Regions from separate parts of the Mus musculus genome. Here region 1 is linked to region 2. A link is a contact called in public HiChIP or PLAC-seq data. All regions are on one chromosome and are shown on one strand. The core of a region is the stretch at or near the end of the contact, and the rest is flanking DNA. Distances in the headings are between cores, read along the strand shown.

Evidence for each region. HiChIP or PLAC-seq counts read pairs in DNA pulled down with a chosen protein or histone mark.
Region 1: an H3K27ac HiChIP or PLAC-seq map of T-cell acute lymphoblastic leukemia shows a contact between it and region 2, with 4 times the contacts expected there. The contact joins two enhancer-like sites.

What each region holds. Positions count from the first base shown.
Region 1 is chr17:86,878,482-86,881,332 of GRCm38.p6, reverse strand. No RefSeq gene overlaps it. Among named protein-coding and RNA genes, the nearest start is that of Tmem247, 37 kb to the left of the region's middle. Within about 2 kb of position 1,277, at least 31 of the 459 cell types and tissues checked have an H3K27ac peak or open chromatin away from gene starts, as enhancers often do. A contact at or near this core is called in T-cell acute lymphoblastic leukemia, where this site is marked.
Region 2 is chr17:84,843,628-84,846,480 of GRCm38.p6, reverse strand. No RefSeq gene overlaps it. Among named protein-coding and RNA genes, the nearest start is that of Gm46582, 29 kb to the right of the region's middle. Within about 2 kb of position 1,375, at least 75 of the 459 cell types and tissues checked have an H3K27ac peak or open chromatin away from gene starts, as enhancers often do. A contact at or near this core is called in T-cell acute lymphoblastic leukemia, where this site is marked.

The DNA of each region.
Region 1 (2,851 bases), core at 28-2,527, 2.0 Mb before region 2:
CCGTGGTGACATTTCTAAGATCAAACTGCCGAGAAATCCCATTTACGGGCTCAGCGGGCAGAGGGGGCCTCCTCCTGGTCTCCTTTATTCTTTATGAAAGTAAAGAATAAATAAAAAGCCAAGAAATTGACACACCAAATCAACACAACTATGGTCACCCACTGGTTTTCTGATGACAGAGCCACTTACTTGCCTGGTTCACTAGGAGACAAAAGTAGGGACTCCATAAACAGGACCAGAGAGAAAGGTGGGCTAAATTTGTTTTCTCCAGCATAGAAAATAAGCCCTCCATATCTGCTGTTCCAGATGTTGGAGCTCCACAGTTCCTAGAAGTCACTTCTACTGTCCTCTAGAAAATCTGGTACCCAAACAGGTCACATGATATGCCCAGGGTCAAACAAAAATGAGTGTCCTGAGCTAGAACTCAGAGCTTTAGCATTCTCTCCCTTTCTCTTCCTCTTTGGTCTCAGCCCCTGCGGATCCAGGCCTTGGTGTATCTAAGCATGACTCTTACCTGAGAGCTTCATTTTGAGAACACAAACATCCAACTTTAACAATCCTTGGCACTTTTTTTTTCTTTCTCATGAGAATCTTCTGCCCTGTGGTTTGTGGAGGAAGCTGACTAGCAATCTAGGTGACGTGGTTGCTATCAACAGAGAACAGCGGCCGTTAAGATAACACATGAGTCTAAATATGTCAGCAGGTGCAAATGTTGTCTTGTCCTACAAGGGGTACAGGAAATGTATTCACTTAATAGTGCAAGTCATAGATAGGTCACAGAGATAGCATAGTATCAGGGGGTCAAAGCAGACAGGGTGTGGTTTCTGTAGACAGATAGTTTGTCACAGGTTAGGGGAATATAAATGTCCATCTCTGGAAAATGCCTGAGTAGTCCCATGGGCACCTATAGAATGGTTCATGCACGGAAGCACACGTCTCTGCAGCAATCAAGGGCTAACTACTTTAATTTTATTCTCTGATCCGCGCACTGCTTCTAAATCATTTCTTAGACATGCTAATTTATTCATTTCCCCCTAAGCATTCACCCATTTATTTTATGCATCCATTCAGAAACTCATCCGATTAACTCTGAGTGCCCTCTTTGTGTTCAAAATGTTCTCTTTCCTTTCCGAATCCTACTCTAGATTCTGTAAGAGCCTCCTGAGATCCGTGTCCGGTGAGAGTGCCGTTGCTGTCTATTACACCCTGTAGAACCCTTCTGCCCCTGTCTGCTTTGGGCACGTAAGGCAGCAGGCATTGGCAGCTGACCTTACTGACTGGGTAAGCAAACAAGACACATGTTCAGTAATTTTCAGCCAGCTAAGTTCCTGTGCATCGTCTCACCGTTATCCTCATTGCAAAATCGAGAAAACAAGGCTCAGAGAGATTAAGAAACCTGCTTGTTAGCAGCGTGTGTGTGACCGTGTAGGGCTTAGGCTTGTCTATCTGCCTCTACACCTGCCTTTTCTCTTTCTGCACGCCATTCCTGCTTATTCCTTTTATTCTCTTTCTTTGTTGGATCTCATACTGTTGACTAGTTACTGCAGCCTCTGCTATTGAATTGTTCATGGCTCCATAAAAACATCTAGAAACCATCAAGAGAATAGGAACTCATTGGGTTCAATTATGGACATTTGAAAAAGCACCTATTTTTTGGGCTGAGCGCAGGAGAAGTTTGAGAAAGAAGACGGAATAGACATCATCACCCTAAAGCAGCTCACTAGTGTTCAGCTACCACATCATGTCTCTCCTGCCCTACAATAGAGAAGCCAATGTCTGGGCTAGGCTTGGGTAGAGGAGACTATGATCCAAACAGCCTAAGTAGACAGGTCAGCTTGGTAAATTGAGTACCTCCCCTGGCTCCAACCTGGCTCCAAGTTGCTCTTTATGGAATTTAGTTTTATATGCTGGCCATATTTTTTAAAATTTTTATCATGTGACCTCTGGTGGTCTGTACCATGAATCTAATAAATTATTTTTACTCTTTCGGTTCAGAATTATACCATTAACTTAAGAGTCTCCCTCTGACAGTGGGTGTCGGTTTTATCTAACTGCATAGATAATCATATTGTCTATGGAGAAAAATGGTTTCATGTTTTCATTTCTTGTCTTACTGTAGTGGCAAGTACTTCCAGCATGATAGTAAAGTAGACTGACAAGAGCAAATTAAATATTTTAATGTTGTTCCTAATTTCTTTCTCTGTGTAGCATCATTAAATATGACATTATCTTCAGGGTTTTTTGTTGATGTTCTCAATAAAGTTGATGAAGTTCCCTTCCATTTTTAGTTTACTAAGAGTTTTTGCAGTGAATTGGTGTTGGCTTTGTTTTGTTTTGTTTTGTTTTGCTTTGTTTTTTGGTTGAGTAGGTTGTGGGTTGATTTTTTTCTGTATCAATTAATGTGAACTTAAGACTTCTTTTTAACTTCCTTTTAAAATTGTGTGTGTGTGTGTGTGTGTGTGTGTGTGTGTGTGTGTGTGTGTAGGGAGCGGGTGGATGTGAGATGCCCAGTGTGAATGCTGTGAACCAAACCCGGGTCTTCTGGAGAAGCAGTGCGTGTTCTTAACTGTTGTGCCGTGTCTCTCTCCCCTTCATTAGCTTCTTGATGTGTTTGTAGTTGGTTTACATCATTTGCTTTTTCAAATGTTGAGCCTTGGATAAATCTCACTTAGTTATGGTGTTTTATACATAGTTGGGTTCTACTTGCTAATATTGGATTTAGACAGATCCATCCAGTGTAGAGACAAATAAAGGATGCCATAGCTTCCCAATAGTACACTAAAGTGCAAATCTCTTAGTTGTTCAAATACTTAAAAACTGGCCTTAGTGCGCGTTTCTGAGTTTCCCCCCT
Region 2 (2,853 bases), core at 126-2,625:
GTGTGAGTTCTGGGATGAAACTCTGGTCCCCGGCTTGGGCCGCAGGCATGATTATCAGCATCTTCTGGATCCCCATACCGGATTGTGAAAGTAGAGTTAAAAGGATTTGATCAAGAATTGACTGCGAGGACTGGAGAGACAGGGCAGTAGTTATGAACACTGGTGTTCCCGTAGATGACCCAGGTTTGTAATCCAACACCTACACCACCTCACAGCACCTCCAGTTCTAGGGGGTCCTATGCCCCCTCTGGCCCCCACAGACACTGCATGCACGTGGTGCACACCGAGACAAGCAGGTGCACACATATATACATAAATAACGATGATAATGATCATCTTTTAAAAATTTTTATTGTTGAGTTTGAGGCCAGCCTGGTCTACAGAGTGAGTTCCAGAATGCCCAAGGCTACACAAAGAAACCCTGTCTTGAAAAACAAAAACCACAACAAACAAATAAACAAACAGAAAATGACAAGACTTTTAGCCTGAGTGTTCACTCGTATGCAGGTAATTCAAATTTGCATCGTAGATATTGAGTCTGGTTGCGAGATTATTAATGTATGTATTAGGTGTCTAAAGAAACCATTCAGACAGACAAAATGCCTAGACATTGGGATGCAAGCACTCAGTAGTTTCCATCTGTGCGTTACACTGCTTAAGTTGTCTCTGAATAATGTAAAATAGAATAAAATGCTATGGAATCAACTAGCAAGTGTGAGAATTAGCAAGCTGGGGTGATTGTCCTGAAAACCAGTCCAATGCAGAGCCATCAGGCCAAGAGACAAAGCGTTCTTTTTTCATCAGCTGGACTGTTGGGAGTCAGGGATATTTAACTCCGGTGTGGTGAGAAACTCACTGGCCCCTTTCAGGGTCCCTGCCTTCCTGTTGACCTGCTGGTTGGAGTTGCATGGGTTGTAAATGACGCTTCTGGAAGAGATGCAATAGACAACTACAGTATAGACAGCAGCTGTGCTCCAGAGACTAGAACATGTCTGAGTAAAGAGAGTGTTGGTAGGCTAATATCGGGTGTTTTTTCACTAACTGTGGCCTTTTCACAGTTGCTGCTGGCTCCTCCCTCTCTCTTTATCCCACTAAAAAATGGCTGAGATCACAGAGCATACCCACGCCAGCACTGCTATGCTGTTCAACCAGGGTGTTTCTCAGAGCTACAGTGTTTGCCTAGCTTGCATGAGGCCCTACATTCAATCCCCAGCCACACACATGCATCACGTACCCTGTTCAAATATATCTCAGGCGTGATAGCTTGTCTGAAACTCAGAAGCACAAAGGAAACCGCACTGCAGCTAAGAGCCTTCCTCCGATGTGCCTTGCAGAAGGTTCCCACATCCCCGCACAGGAAGCGTCTGAACTGCATAGACGTAGAATAGCCACATCCTGCACATGGACCGCTGAGGCTGAACCACCAGCTCACTGCCTAAGCAGTGCCCTAGCGCAGATGCACTCTCAGCGCCCATCTCCCTCTCCAGCCTAGGCATGGCGCGCTGGCTCCAACATGGCCAGCTATCCGTCCTTGAGGCTCCTCCAAGGGAACCGTCCACAGGGTTTGCTCTTGTGACTCACAGTTTACCTGTTCTCCTCTTCTTGCTAATAACAGGAAAGTGATTCCTTCTTTTGACCAGAATCTAACAAGGTCTGGGTCCTTGCTTCTCCCTGATGGTCAGTCCATATGTGACCCATGCTATTGCGTCATCGAGCTTTATCCATTGAAGCTCGTTATCGTGTCTTCAAAAGTGTTCTCTTTACATGCAAAGCATCCCTGGTTCCTCCTCTGTGCTCTCAGGACCAGGGTTCTAGATGTCTTCCTGCCAGTCAGCCGTCCTGCTTCATTGATGTCTGCTGTAAAACCTAAGTTCTGATTTGACCACACATCCATATGTAATTTCTCCTCCCATGCGTGTACATATTCAGAATTTCATCTCACATCAATAGTTACAGGAATTGTAAACTGCTCCAAAGACTGGATTTGAGCTATTGCTGTATAGGATATGTTTTTTATTTATTATTTATTATTTATTTTGGGAATGTATTTGGGGGAGCTTGCTTTCTTTTATAGATTTATTTTTATTTCATGTGTATGGGTGTTTTGTCTGCATGTATGTCTATGCACCACAGGCATGCAGTGCCGGCGGAGGTCAGAAGAGGGTGTTGGGTCTTCTGGAAGTGGAGTTACAGGTGGTTGTTAGCAGCTAACATGGATGCTAGGAACGAAATCCAGGACCTCTAAAAAGCAACAAGTACTCTTAACTGCTGAGCCATCTCTTTAGCCCCTTTCTTCTTTACTTTCTTTTCTTTTCTTTCTAATTGGTCTGGGATTTGCTATGCAAACCTACTAGACTGGTGTTGCAGTTTGCTGTAATCCTCCTGCCTCTATCTTCTTGATGCTAGGATTACAGGTGAGCATCACCAAACCTGGCTGGGAGGTTTTTGCTTTGAGACATGGTCTTAGGCATCCCAGGGTAGATTTGAACTCAGTACACAAACAAGGATGACTTCGAATTGATCCTCCTGCATCTACCTCCTGAGTCCAGGAGAGTGCCATTACACCAGTTTTTAGCAGTGTTGAGGCTCAAACTCAGAGCTTCATGCCTGCTAGATAAGTACCTTATCATCTGAACTATGTCCCCAACTCTGGGAAGTGTTGACCTTCATGGCGTTGATATATTTAATAAGACATAGTAGAGATTTGATCACATCTTTATAATTTAGTAAAACTTAAAACCTTAGCTCTTACTGTGGTACAAACACAGAATAAGAACAATTTTTGGACATTGGAGTTCATTGTAATAAGGCTGTACTTCAATGTCCCTCACATCACCAAAGTATTTTACCTCC